Linked DNA regions of Danio rerio: region 1 is linked to region 2. Evidence: chromatin contacts called from public Hi-C data. All regions are on one chromosome and are shown on one strand. The core of a region is the stretch at or near the end of the contact, and the rest is flanking DNA. Distances in the headings are between cores, read along the strand shown. Region 1 holds the start of kcnf1b (potassium voltage-gated channel, subfamily F, member 1b). Region 2 overlaps rock2a (rho-associated, coiled-coil containing protein kinase 2a).

Region 1 (7,233 bases), core at 1,670-4,169, 150 kb before region 2:
ACTAGTTGCTTATTAGCATGCATGTTGTTGAGATTTTGGCTGCTTATTAGTGGCGTTTAAAGCACATGTTCTGTATGATCATATTGTACATCCCTAATCCCGCCCAATGCCTAAACTACTTTCATTCATTTTCTTGTCGGCTTAGTCCCTTAGTCGCCACAGCGGAATGAACCGCCAACTTATCCAGCAAGTTTTTACGCAGCGGATGCCCTTCCAGCCGCAACCCATGTCTGGGAAACATCTAGACATACACACACACTCAAACACTACGGACAATTTAGCCTACCCAATTCACCTGTACCGCATGTCTTTGGACTGTGGGGTAAACCAGAGTACCTGGAGGAAACCCACGCGAACACAAGGAGAACATGCAAACTCCACACAGAAACGCCAACTGAGCCGAGGATCGAACCAGCGACCCAGCGACCTTCTTGCTGTGAGGCGAACGTGCTACCCACTGCGTCTCTGCGTCAACGCGTCACCCTAAACTACCTTAATAACTATTAATAAGGAGCAAATTAGGAGTTTCTTAAAGCAAAAATCAAAATGGTTTGCTAAAAGGGGGCACTAAATCTTAAAATAAATTGTGACCAAAAATTCTTTCAAAGTATATTGCAATAAAAACAAGAAAAACAGAATATCGCAATGTCAGGTTTCTCCAATATAGTGCAGCCCTAATACTAACATCCTGTTTTCTAAGTGTTTTGATACTGTCAAGTTTTATTGTTTGGTTAATCGGGCTGTGTTTCCTACAGGTGCTGGATGAGGAAGCAGAAGTGTTTATAGTCAAAATGTGGAGACTTCTCATCTATGAAACAGAGGCCAAGAAGATCGGCCTGGTGAAATAACATGAGATGGAAACGAGCAGCTGAGAGAGGATGAAGTGAAGTCTGCAACTCTCTCCTGCTTTTAGAGCTTTTAAATTACAGTACGGTGGATGAACACCACAGACTGATGCACTTCAACACTTCCTGTAAACTCCAGAGGATTAACTGCACAGCTACTAGTGTGAATGTGTGTGTGCGTGTGCGTGTGTGTGTCTGTGCGCGCGTGTGTGTGTGTATTATAGGCATGTGCCAGTTGGTCTGATTGCATTGCCAAAACTGTGTAAAAGTTGAAAGCTTCTTTCATGCCCAGATTAAATGGAGAGTCTAGTTTGGCTGGCCGATTACCGTTTGACTTTGTTGTTTATTTTATTTATTTCTCTTTAGTCTCTAAATTTTAGCACAACCAAGTTCAATCGGTTACATTTTCCCCTTTTAAGTAATCATGCAAGTTCAGCTGGGTTTATGTCTCATGAAATTACAATCAAAACCAATATGTTTTTTAACTATGTTTGCGCATCTCACTGTTAGCAGGCTGAATGATTTCCTGCAGGTTTGTCTGGGTTTTTGCAGCAGTGGTTCTGAATGTGGTGTATTTTGCACATACCAGCCCATTTGAAGGTTTGTTTCCATGGTGACTGATTTGACTTTGAAAAATTAAATCATCTGATTTTCTAAACAGGAACCAGTATTTTTTTTTCTTGTTCTGATGTGCTTTTTATTTTATAGTTCTCACATCGAATCATGAGGATGAAGGTTGCATTGATTTCACTCTGCCAGGTTGACTGCAGAAGTCACTGAAGATAAGTAACCTTGTATATACGCTCTGACTTGGTTAAAGCATAACAAGTCGGAATCTGTTTTTGCCAATAATTTGGGGAGACCATGTGTGACTGAGTTGTCACATGGTAATTAAAACTGTAAACAATTTTTTGGGGATAAAACATGTTTTTTATGCAAATATATTTTTGTAATATTTTTTTATTTTAATTTTAAGAGTATTTTTAATAAATGCCAAGTCTATTTAATACAATAGAATAGCAAAAATATATAAAAAAAATTTCAGCTTGTAAAAACTGTTTATCTTTTCTTGTTGCAGTGTTATTGTTTAGCTTTTATTATTTATACATTTTAATTTAGCTTAATCTTTAGCTGATTTTAATATATAGAATTCCTAATCCCATAACATAGACTATTATTATTATTATTGTTATTATTTTTAAAATATATCAAACCACACGGTCTCGTTCAAGTTGGCTATGTTGTAATTCTAGTGATATTTCTAAGGGTGGCGCAGTTGCTCTCGCATGCGGGTAATTGCCACTCTTCGGCAAACTGGGGAGAAGTAAATGTGGAGTGACTAATGCTTATTCAGAAAACCTCTATCCAGTGGTTTTATTAAGCACATGCGCTCTTTCTGTGAAACAGACCTGTGATGTATAAATCAGCTTTGACGTGATGGAAGCTTCCAGGTTCTTGTTCTCATCATGAACTGTGCAAGTAACAGGTAAGTGAGTGAACAACTAAAGCTTTTTACAACCCCGCTCTGAATTATGTTGACTGTTCAATTAGGGTTTTTGTTATATTCTCATGTTACACCAATTGCCTGTAAATGGAAAGAGAAAACAATGCATATACATAATGACACTATATATTTACGGCAGAATATGTTTTTTTGCCAATGAGTATTATTTTTTTCTCACCACCATTGTCAAAGGTTTACAGTTGGTTTATCACAAAAGTAAAAAAAAAAAAAAAAAAAAAAAAAAAAAACAAGCGCGTCAGATCTTATATTTTTTATGTGACGCCATCGAAAATCAAATCACATGACGCCTCAGAAAACAATAAACAAATTACCCCTAAACATCTCGAAATTACCTCCAAATATACAATCTAGAAATTCCTGGTAATCCGAGTCTTTTCTCAATCGTTAATATTTGCGCCAAAATTTCTGACAGGAACACCAGGCTAGATACTTTAATAAAGGGTTGGGGGTTTCAGAACAGAGAGAGAGCGAGTGAGAGAGAGGGGTACGCGCAGAGAGGAGGGGAGACCTGTTACTGCCATGCTAACTGCGCGCTTTCACTGCGCAAAAGCGCACAGAATGTTGTCTGCTCGAATGAAGATGTGGCTCTCCTGAGTCTTTTTCTTTTCAAACCGTTTTCCTGTTTACAGGACAAAATGCTTTCGTTTTACTATTTTAGCCTTACTTTAGTGCATAGAAAACCAATCTGCGTCCTCTTTTGACATAAGAGGTCCCCGCGTCTCCATGCGCTTTTGCCTACAATTCAGTTTTTAGCGCTTTTTAAATGTTTTGAAGCTAGAAGTGCGAGGATGTGGACGCTGCCGAGGACCCGGTTCGCACACTGTAACAGCTCTTCGAGCAGTGATGAGAAGGAAATCGCCGTGAACATCGGCGGTGTGCGGCTGGTGCTGTGCGGGGACATTCTTAATCGCTATCCGGACAGCAGGCTCGCCGAACTCGTCAACTGCCCAACTCGTAGTTTTGATGTCATTTCCTCACTCTGTGATGATTATGATCCCGGGAAACGAGAATTTTACTTCGACAGGGACCCCGATTCATTTAAATGCATCGTAGAAGTCTACTACTTTGGGGAGGTCCACATGAAGCGCGGGATTTGTCCTATTTGTTTCATCAAGGAGATGGAGTTTTGGAAGATTGACTTGAGCTACTTGGATGAATGTTGCAAGAGTAACTTAACCGAGAAAGAGGAAGAACTGGCTGAGATTGCGGACAAGGTGAAGCTGATTCTGGATGATCTGGAATGTGACCCTGCTGTGAGCCGCACGGAGAGGTGGCAGAAGTTCGTCTGGAAGCTCATGGAGAAACCAGAGTCTTCACTCCCCGCACGCGTAATCGCCGTCGTGTCCTTCCTGTTCATCTTAATCTCATCTGTGGTCATGTGTCTCGGGACTTTACCGGACCTCCAGGTGGAGGATTCTGAAGGGAACCGCGTTGAGCACCCGAGCTTGGACGCTATCGAGACGGCGTGCATCGGTTGGTTCACGGTGGAGTACGTGCTGCGCCTCGCATCCTCCCCTAACAAGTTGCGCTTTGCGCTCTCCTTCATGAACATGATAGACTTCTTGGCTGTTCTGCCATTTTACGTGGTACTGGTTCTCACGTGCCTTGGCACGGCCATGATGGAGCTAGTCAACGTGCAGCAGGCGGTGCAGGCACTCCGCATCATGCGCATTGCGCGGATCTTCAAGCTGGCGCGCCATTCTTCTGGACTTCAAACTCTCACGTACGCGCTCAAGCGGAGCTTCAAGGAGCTGGGGCTGCTCCTTATGTACATGGGGGTGGGCATTTTCGTCTTCTCTGCGCTCGGGTACACCATGGAGCAGAGCCACCCAGAGACCTTATTCAGAAGCATCCCACAGTCGTTCTGGTGGGCCATCATCACCATGACCACTGTAGGATATGGGGACATCTACCCAAAAACCACCCTGGGACGGTGCAACGCGGCCATTAGCTTTCTGTGCGGGGTGATCGCCATAGCTCTGCCCATCCACCCCATCATCAATAACTTCGTCATTTATTACAACAAGCAGAAGGTGCTCGAAACCGCCGCCAAGCACGAGCTCGAGCTCATGGAGTTGCGCGCGCTCGAGCTCACTGTCAGAAGCGCCTCGCGCAGGTCTGACGCGCCCGGGAGAGCGTGGGAAGGTGCCATGCGCGCGTCGCGTAGCGATACTTTTATCCCGCTTCTGTCGGGAGCGCACAGAACTGAGAGAGAGCCACTGAAGAAGAAAAGCCTGACTTAGAAGAAAAGTCAAAGAAAGTCAAAAAGCACCTTAAGTTTCACCAGAGCGTGTGTTGTTATGGTGCTTGCGCGCTATAAACTATTGTGCTCTAATGTGACCGTCAAGCTGCTTGTGTTGTTCATACTGGACATCAAAAAATCAGTTCATCTTTAAAAGTGTTATTTTGTCTTCATTAAATAAAGTGCATGTCAAACTTACTGCGTATGCCTGGCAGATATTTATTGCGCAGATATTAGATACAATTTCTGTAATATTTAACATCATATTCATCTCTAACAAACATAAACCACGAGCAACAGGTGTAAAATCAGTATGAGCAGCGTCCACCTAAAGTGCCCATCTAGAATTTGTGTGTAAAATTATGACTGATTTACCAAAATGTGAGGTAAGAAATAGCTACTTCTCCTTTTTATCAGATGTGTGATCATGTTTTGGATGTGAAATGGCTGAGCTGACATTATGATTTGGGAGGTTTTTTTGTTTAACTTCATGTAGATGTAGCAAAATAAATATCTGAAGAAAGCAACCTTCTTGCACAAATGTTATTTTTCTTTTTTTTAATTGTATAAAGTTTCTTGTGCTCAGCTGTACTAGATTTATTTGGTCGGTAGAATCAATAATATCTCCTAATGATGTTTCAAAAATAACTTTTAAGATGTTTTAAAATGCATTTATTCTGTAAAGGGAAATCAGAATCTTCAGCAGCCTTCAGTGTCACTGTAAGCTCCTGATATCATTCGCAAATGCTCGCTCCTTTTAATCATAGCAGAATTTAATATAGTCTAAAATGACATACAATACTTCAAAATGTATTTTTTACTGGTTGCTAGGAAGCTGTGGCATTCATGTAAACGCCAACTGTCTGTTTTATAATAGTGATGTTTTACTTCCATTCTCAGTATTATAAGGACTTATCATTTAGACAAGAGACAGAGTTATTGTCAGTCTTTTTTTATTTACTGGGCCGAAGTTTGGATCACTTGTTGACTAAAAATTGTAACTACTCCATTTCCAAACTAAAATAACTGATGATCCCTTTTCAAAGATTCTCCCATTCTGTTTTTCTCTTTCTCCTTCTCCAAATAACCTCCTCACATTGATTTGATTACAAGTGGTCAGTGCTAAATATGGTTTGGAGTGCTTGCACTGATTAACACATCCGCTGGTAATCAGAAATACATTCAACCACATTGCCCATGTAGAAAGCATTATCTTCATCTTTGCCATAGTGTCATTCATTTGGCTGTACTTTCAGATTTACTCAAAAGCACAACAAGTGCTTCGGAAGGGCTTTTCTAAAGTGCATTTCAGCTGACTTTTTTTTTTCACTCTCATCCTTATCCCTAATGCTTTTTCCTGATCATCAACTCCTGACTCAACATTTCAGCACACAGATAAAAACAAATGAGTCACAGAATCCACCCAAACATGCCAGAATTCAGCAAAGAGCCGCTGGAGGCTAAGAATAGGACCCTCGGCATGATGTGGGCTGGTGTCAGTCATCAGATCCGATACTGAGCGTTTATAGAGGGATTGTGTGTCTGGTTGGTATATAGAGAATCATTCGAACATGTCTGCGCGGCAGGGGTTTTCACATACACCCTCCAAACGCTCCGACAAGATGGCTACCCTGGCACCTAGAAGCATGATAAGATAGCTGACATAGTTTAGATTCACAGCAAGAGGACCGTGGGTGTGGGTTTGTGTAAATAATTTAAAGGTTTCTTTAGGGCTTTTTTTTTTTTGTTCTCTGCAGTGTACTAGTTTTGTAAAGGAGTTTTTGGCTTTGTGATGTTTGTATTGGATATTGATGTCTGTGTATGTACACAGGTTGAATCTTGCTTTCTTGAGCGGTTAATTGAGTCTACCTGCGCTGTCCTGTCATTGGGTGGTTTTGTAGTTTTCTGTTGCACCAATCATATCTCTTGGGCCTCTATCACCATGGGAACATGAAGGACCAATGTTATCTTCAGAACATCTATGCCAATTAACAGGATCTAAATAAAGTTCAGGCTGTAATGATGCCAGCAAGTTTTGTTTCCATCTGGAATTTTCCTCTGCTTGATGGTGTACTGTTTACATTTTTTTCTGATATCAGTAAAACTTGTTATTTACCACGATTTACTGAAGACACCATGTCATTAAATTTAGTTTACACTGCCTTACAAAAGTCTTGTTGCCTATCCAAGTTTAAGGAACAACAAATAAACACTTGATTTCTAGTTGATCATTTGGTATCAGACGTGGCTTATATGAAAGGCAAAGGCCTCTAGATTACGCTTATTTTACCAAAATGAAATATGATCATGCCTTGATTTTTAATTATTTAATTAGGACAGTAAGGTTTGACTTTGCTTAGACAAAAGTTTTGTTACCTAACAGAAATATTGTACAGAATAGAATATAAAGTAGTTAAAAAGAGTAGTTAATGCAGTTAAAAACAATTAAAATTGTGTATGACTCCTGAGTTTGAACTACTACACCCATACATCTCTGCAATGACTCTGATAACTTATTGAAGTCGTCTGGAATGGCAAAGAAAGCATTCTTGCAAGACTTTCCTACATTGGATTCATCTTCAATGCCTCCATCTTACCCCAGATATATGCTCAATAATGTT
Region 2 (7,547 bases), core at 2,379-4,878:
ACCGCTACGGACACCTCAAACTGGCAGACTTCGGGACCTGCATGAAAATGGATGGGGTGAGGGATCAACTGCTTTTTGCACAACCAAGGTTTCAGTAATTCTCAGGCTTGAGCTTTTTGAGTACAGGGATTTTTAGGTCACCCCTGAATGTAATTGCAAGTCAAATACCTTGAACGCATGCCAGTTCTTGTCCAGACTCATGAGAGCAAAGGAAAAAAATGTCAGCCTTCCTCTGATTTCTCTATGTGAGTGAGGAAGACCTCAGGTGGGTTCAGAGGTCAGAGGGTCAAACTGAGACTAAGAAGCGTTTGTGTTTTAAAAATCCTCAGCTCATGTTGACTGATGATTAAATGTGGCCAGATTTGACATTTGTTTTGGTTTTGTAGCTTGTTAGCATTGGTGGATGTGACCATAATGGTTCACCTAATGTGTTTGATGGGAATGATCTCACTCCCATGATGAATTGTGCTTTATTTGCAATAGTATAGGCCATTTATCAAGAATTAAAGCAGTAAATTCTCACTTTCTTTGGATTTACAGTATTAATTAATAGGTTTGCCATGATAGACGGTTTTGATGGTGATACCGGTTTTAAGACGCAACACCTGTGACATCACTTTTCCACCGTGACACCATCCCCAGATTTGTTTTTTTAAGTATTCGTTTTTTTTAATTAAATATTTATTTGAATTAAATGGGAAACATAATTCTAAACAATTTACTTAAGACAAGAGCATGCTCTATAATTATCATCTGAACATAGCTTCAATGCATATTTCATTTATCACATGAAGAGAACGAGAGGAGTCGAATTTACAAAAAGAGAATGGCGGACGATTGAGTGTCAAAACACAAAGCAAAATACTTTTCCTGACAAAGGTGGCAGGAGTTGGAGGAAACAACTAACTTATACACGCACTTTCAACACACATATACTTGATGTTCAACTATGGGTGGGTCGCGGGTAGATAAGATCAATAGCCATAAATACGCAACGCATACCCTAATATTAAAAATCACGCGACCATCATCTCACAATGTTTAATAACAAATATCTTTTTTTGTTATTAAAACAAGAGTGATTTAGCAATGCCGCGCCATTAATAAGTCAACTGCAGAGAAACAAAGCAACCATCGTGGCAACAGCCGTGAGCACTTTTTCCGAAGTTCAGGGGTCTGTTCTTCGTACCTCGCTTAAATGATCTAAGATTATTTGGCAGATCCTGGATCTTTTAATCTTGATAACTGATCTCTCGCTAATTTGGTTCTTCAAACAAGTTCGCGAATCAGATTAGAATGTCTGGATGAACTGATCTGAGATCGCTGCGTGTGTTGTGAAGGACAGATCTATCGATCCTCGAAATCATGATCAGCAATGCAATGATTGGCTGACGGCACAGCAGCGTAATGACATCATCTGATTAATATTCAATTATCCATGTGAGCAAAATTACATCAAATTAGCAGTAAACGGTTTGTTTAATATGACACGCAAGAACTTTCCACATTTGTTGTGAGCTGCAGGCTTTACACTTTCATTTGTCAAGACAAGAGTATTCATCATGCATTTCAATGCAAATCAATGTATTTAGTTCCACATTTAGAAAAGATTTTCTTTATAATAGTATCCGTTTTTTAATCGGTGTAAAGAATAACTGGTTGTTTACAAAAGCATTTTCATATTGGTAAAGGTGTCTGCAACTTTTGTGAAGCATCAAATCACTGGCATAACTATCAAAACATGTTTATGACTGCATAAATGTATTATTGCTTTAAAAAAAGTCACATATTGTGCATTTCTATTATACACAATTTGTACTAAAGCGATCTAAAAAGTTCATATCAATAAGTTTTCTCTTTGCACCACCAGATGGCAGTCTTTGTACTTTCATTTCGAGGGTGCAGATTGCATACGTTTTATTAATATGTATAACTTTATTTATTTTATTAATGACTTTAACTTTATATAAATACATAGTTTAAAAATATGTACCATTTTCCCAAGTGTATATAACTACTACTGTAAGAAAATATCAGAATTGGGAACATACTTTCTGTATTATCTTTGCTTGAACTGAGCCGATCTAATCCTGTTTATATGAATTGAACCTGCTCCCGATCAGGTTTGACCTAGCAGAACTGTTGCCATGACAACAACTCTCGGATCAGCTTTGAAGAACGAAACAATCCTGGATCATGTCAAATCGTCAATATCCAAATCCAGCTAACTGAGTAATCCACGTACGAAGAACGGACCCCTGCTGTTCTTTTTTGCACTTGATTATTATGCGTTTAATGTTAAAAAAATCAATAATGAATAGGCCGACAAGAGTGTAGGCTAACCTGTGTGTGCGCGCGTCTTTTATCACTGAGGACGCTCTCTTCAAAAACCGTAAGTTGCTTTGTCTGTCTGGCAATATTTCGGCTTTTAATAAATGAAAAGTTAATTTAGACACCAGTTTACAGCATCCACTTAGATGATGCAACGGCAGCTACAGGACACGGCGCCAGTGTACTTGCCACACACCAGCTATTGGTTGAGTGGACAGAACGTGATAGAACCAATTCAGTGGATGGGGATAATTGGGAGGCCATGATTGGTAAGGGTTGATTGAGGGAATTTGGCCAGGACACCGCGGTTACACCTCTATTCTATATGAGAAGTGACATGGGATTTTTAATGACCACATCTCATCAGAAAGACTGCAATCACTGACAGTATAGTGTCCCCTTCACTTTACCGGGGCATTATGACTCACACAGACCGCAGGTTGAGTGCCCCCTGCTGGCCTCATTATCACCACTTCCAACAGCAGCCTACTTTTCCCATGTGGTCTCCAATCCATGTACTGACCGGGCTCAGCCCTGCTTAGCTTCAGTGACTAACCGGTCTTGGGCTGCAGCGTGTTATGGCTGTGGCAATTGTATGGATTTGTTTTGATTGAAAGTCAGGGTTATTCCACCAAATTTTGATTTCCTTACTCTTTTGAACATTAATATTGTCTTGTCTAAATACATGTCTAAAACTTTTTAATATTAAATGCTCTAAATAACATTTTTTTAAATGTCGTCTGTAGTTGAGAGAATCAACCAAAAATACACAATTGTTTCCAACTGTTTCCATAGCATAAATAAAATGGAATTTCTGTAAAATCTGTATGATATAAATGAATGTATAGTTATTTTCTTATTATTTCTTTAATATGACTTTAGATTTTAGCCCTTTAACTGGGATATAGATTATCTTATAATGTTAATAGTCTGTTATTTATTTAAATATTTTTAAGTAATTTGTATGACTGTTAACTGAGAACCGCTCCCCTTACTTTCTAGTTGAGCCACTGTGCTTAACTACCACCATATCAAAGACATAAGTAGCATAATTGTCAAGAATATAATAAATAAACACTTGCAATGATTGTTTACATTTACGTGTTTTGAATGTTCAAATGAGCTATTCACTGAGCAGCAATCACCAGAGATGGTAATATGTGATAGTTTGTATGCTTAACTCAACTAGATAGTCCTAAAATAGACTGTTATGAAATGCTTCACGTTATGTAACAGATACCAGCACATGTAAATCATTACAGGAGCTTGCTCTTTTTTTTGCTCTACTTTTTACATATCTGGGGCATTTTTGTCAACTTTCATTGCTAGTTTTTCCACTCAAGTCCTAGTTAAATTCTGTCTGCCCTTGAGAGTCACAATCCAGCCACTGAAACGAGGCTGGACACACTACTTGTGATTTTATGCTGCTATCTAGAGTTAAGAAATAGAACTACACATTGATAAGATTTTGGTGCTGTATACAAATTGAATGCTACGTTTTTGAGGGTTAAAAATGGCTTGATTCTTTGCAGAAATAATAGATTGAAACGGCTGATGCCTTTGAATAACATAAATGTGAGTTTTAAGAAATTAAAGAAAAATTCATTCACCTTTGCATTTAAGCAAATGTAATATGACTAGTAATCTGGTTAGAGGAGTGTGATTTTGGAAAAAAAAAAAAACTTGCAACATTAAACATCTTTATTCAACTCATAATATTACAACTAGTAGAAAACTTGTTTATAAAGTACACTCACTCAGGGAACTGTTCAGTAAAATTTTCCCTGAAAAGATTTTAGAATTTATCACAAAATTTTTTAATTGATCTATTTTTCTACCTTTTGTTGTGTGTTTATATTGCAATAAAGAACCAAATGAACCATTACTTTTATTCATTTAAACAAGTACTTTAAAAATCAGTTTGATTGAATGATTCATCAACACTCATTTGTTTCACTACTGAATAAAAATGCATTTGTTCTTTTACAAATGATCTATTGGTGAATTCATTAATTTGCTCAATGTTTGGAACATTAAAAATACAATACTGTGTGGTTGAAAAGACTGAAGCTGTTTTATAATTGTACATGACTGCTGCTATCTGATCTTTCAGATCTGTATCCTCTGCGGTGATGGTATTTGTCAAGAGTTTTAAGACCTGGCAGCTCTAGTACATTGTGTATATTACACTAGTATAGATAGACAGTAAAGCTCATGTTTTGACTTTTTTTTTTTTATTGGCTGATTGATTACAGACAGGGATGGTTCATTGTGACACCGCTGTAGGAACCCCAGACTACATTTCGCCGGAGGTTTTGAAGTCTCAGGGAGGAGACGGATACTATGGTCGCGAGTGTGACTGGTGGTCAGTGGGAGTGTTTATCTACGAGATGCTGGTTGGTGAGTGAAAAGTTTTGAATATGTTTGTGTGTATTACTGTTTTTCTACAGTATGCTGTGGTATTGACTTAAATAAGGTGAATGTTTGCAGGTGATACACCGTTCTACGCTGATTCTCTTGTGGGGACATACAGCAAGATTATGGACCATAAGAACTCTCTCAACTTCCCTGATGATGTTGAGATCTCTCAAGAAGGCAAAAACATTATCTGTGCCTTCCTTACTGACAGGTGAGACTTTGTGTGTACTATTTTCATAAGGATGATTAGCTGCCAGTGCTCATGTGTTTGCCGATGTGACTGCTGATTCCTGTGTTTGGTAGGGAGGTTCGCCTGGGTCGAAGTGGTGTAGAAGAAATTAAAAGACATCCTTTCTTTAGAAATGACCAGTGGACCTTCAGCACTATTAGAGAGAGTGAGTAAATCTCCTGATCCCTCCATCACTAAAGATGTTGAGAAAATAAAAAGAAAATAAGATTTGAATTCAATTAGGTTATATTACGTAACATAATTTACCACACTTGGGTACACAAGGCATAAAAAGGTGGAAAAATGTCTGATTTGAATGAGATTAGGACAATATTCTGATTGTCTACCATGTTAACAGCGATTTTTGATTAATTTAATCCGATTAAGGTCATAATCAAAATAACAGAAATTGGATTAAGACGTGGAGTATGCTGATTTTAGTCACATTATTGAAGTGCAGTACAGACATGTAAACACCTTATTCAAACTATTACCGTCGTGTAGGATTTTCACCCTATTTTGCAAAAGGGTATTCCATACACACACGGCTGTTTGACTCGGTTCTCTGCACCTACCGAGTCAAAGAAGGACCACAGACACGCACACAGTGTTGCAAACTTAGCAATTTAGTTACCAGATTTAGCAACTTTTCATATTACCCTAGCAACTTTTTTTTTCAAAAAGCACCTAGCAAAAAATTTTTAGCAATTTTTAACATTCATTTGGCTACTTTTACCAATTTCTAAAAAGTGACTCAAAAGAGCAGTGGCTGCAGGCTTCACTCAGTAGAGTAAATCGCTAGCTCAGATTGTTTTTCATAACTGTTAATTTACCGATATTTGTTACCATGTATAACTGTTAGTAATTTGGGTAGCAATAAATTCCAATAGTGCTATAATTGTTGTCAGTTGCACAAATGTGATTATTTCACAAGTTAAAATAAGTACACAAGCTTCGATTATTTTTAAAAGAATGTAACTGTTCGTTATCTGTGTTATATTTAAAAAAAAAAATTCTTATCAAAAAGTGTTACACATTTTTTACAAATAGTCAACTATATTATTCATACAAATCTTAATGGACATATTTCAAATAATGTTTTTACCGAGATGGCCAGTCAGTTTGAGAAAACATGAATTATTTTGTATACTACATAAACGTAGTTTACGCAAAGTAATATGTTAATAAGAATCTATTTATTGTGCATCTGGATGTATTGTTATAATATAATAAACGGCACCACAGACTGTGGAGACATGATTGGCTTACGCTTGTCAGATACTACTTGATGACTGATCACTGATATGCAAATTAGCGCAAGATGTCATCTGGCAACATTTAGCTACTTTTCGGGCAGGCATCAATTTCCATTAAGACAACACTCTTCCAGCAGTTCATATTCACATCTAATATCTTGTTTGTCATGGTAGACATGCATGAAATGTTACTGAATGAAATTGAAAATGCCAAACTGCAGTTAAAGTCGACAAATTAAAAATGAAACACTCGAAATAACATGAAACTTCGGAGGAAATGTGGATAGCGTAGTGATGCAATGACGTTAATCGAATTATGTGCTATAACATGCAAAACAGTGTCATGAAAGGAACATTGAAAAAGCAACTCATGTGAAGACCTTAAGCATATTATTGTCTTATTCAGATTAAGGCAAATAATTCACTTACTGATTACTACATGTAGACGTAGTCATTGTTAAGAATAAGATTTAACTTTAGAGTTACTTACATTTAAAGTTATAATATTTTAAAGGGATAGTTCACCCAAATATCATTCACCCTTTATTAATACGTTTTGATAAAATTCATTGAACAGCAAAACAGTTCTTTAAGTGATCCCTATATGAAACTGACATATGGCAAAATAAATACATATTTAAACTATTTCAGTTGTATTTCAATGTGTTAATCTATGAAAACAAACCTAACTTAACTGAAATTGGAAATAGAAAGCCAAATGAATAAGATTTTAAATTCATATAATATTTGTTAATTACACTTTTGTTCACTGAAAGTAAAGCAAGACTTTAACAGTCTGGTCAATGTTAGCTACATCTCTACCCTTTATCTCAGCACATATAAATGCGCAATTCAGTTAACTTTTAAGCTTTTCCCCTGTTCTGTCTTCAGCTGCAGCTCCTGTGGTTCCAGAGCTGAGCAGTGACATAGACACCAGTAATTTTGATGAAATTGAGGAGGATAAAGGAGAAGTGGAGACCTTTCCCACACCTAAAGCCTTTGTTGGGAATCAGCTGCCCTTTGTGGGATTCACCTACTTCAAAGAGAACCAGTAAGAGATGTCTTAACTTGCTTTTGTGCAGTAAACCATTTTTTTGGTACTATAATGACTCTGCATTTAATGAGCTGAAGCCAAACCAATTGGTATCTGCAATTACAGATTATCTGATATGTTTGTGTGCAGGTTGTTGAATGCTGTGAACAGTTCAGCAATGAAAAATGACCACCCAGTATCTAACAGAGAGGTACACTGAAACATCAGTTTCTTTTCATTTTTCATTTCCCCTGACCAAAGAAACCAGAACAACAGAACT

What was found. Hi-C and Micro-C count contacts between places; a contact is called where the count stands out from the background.
Region 1: a contact with region 2 is called in a Hi-C map of an unstated tissue, with 4 times the contacts expected there. The contact joins the promoter of kcnf1b here to the enhancer-like site in region 2. A contact is called at or near these places in 3 of 18 Hi-C or Micro-C datasets (caudal fin, hematopoietic stem cells and an unstated tissue).

What each region holds. Positions count from the first base shown.
Region 1 is chr13:36,430,651-36,437,883 of GRCz12tu, reverse strand. It overlaps kcnf1b (potassium voltage-gated channel, subfamily F, member 1b), which reads left to right and starts at 2,919. Exons shown (of 1, transcript XM_005156957.5): 1 at 2,919-4,810. The coding sequence starts at 3,159. The coding sequence ends at 4,613. It overlaps LOC103912024 (a long non-coding RNA gene), which reads left to right and starts at 2,225. Exons shown (of 10, transcript XR_012388816.1): 1 at 2,225-2,331. rbm25a (RNA binding motif protein 25a) reads left to right here. Exons shown (of 18, transcript XM_005156958.6): 18 at 756-1,176. The coding sequence ends at 848.
Region 2 is chr13:36,280,917-36,288,463 of GRCz12tu, reverse strand. It overlaps rock2a (rho-associated, coiled-coil containing protein kinase 2a), which reads left to right. Exons shown (of 31, transcript NM_174863.3): 5 at 1-56; 6 at 4,587-4,731; 7 at 4,822-4,960; 8 at 5,053-5,144; 9 at 7,126-7,285; 10 at 7,418-7,478. Among named protein-coding and RNA genes, the nearest start is that of slc66a3, 38 kb to the right of the region's middle. Within about 2 kb of position 3,628, at least 13 of the 62 cell types and tissues checked have an H3K27ac peak or open chromatin away from gene starts, as enhancers often do.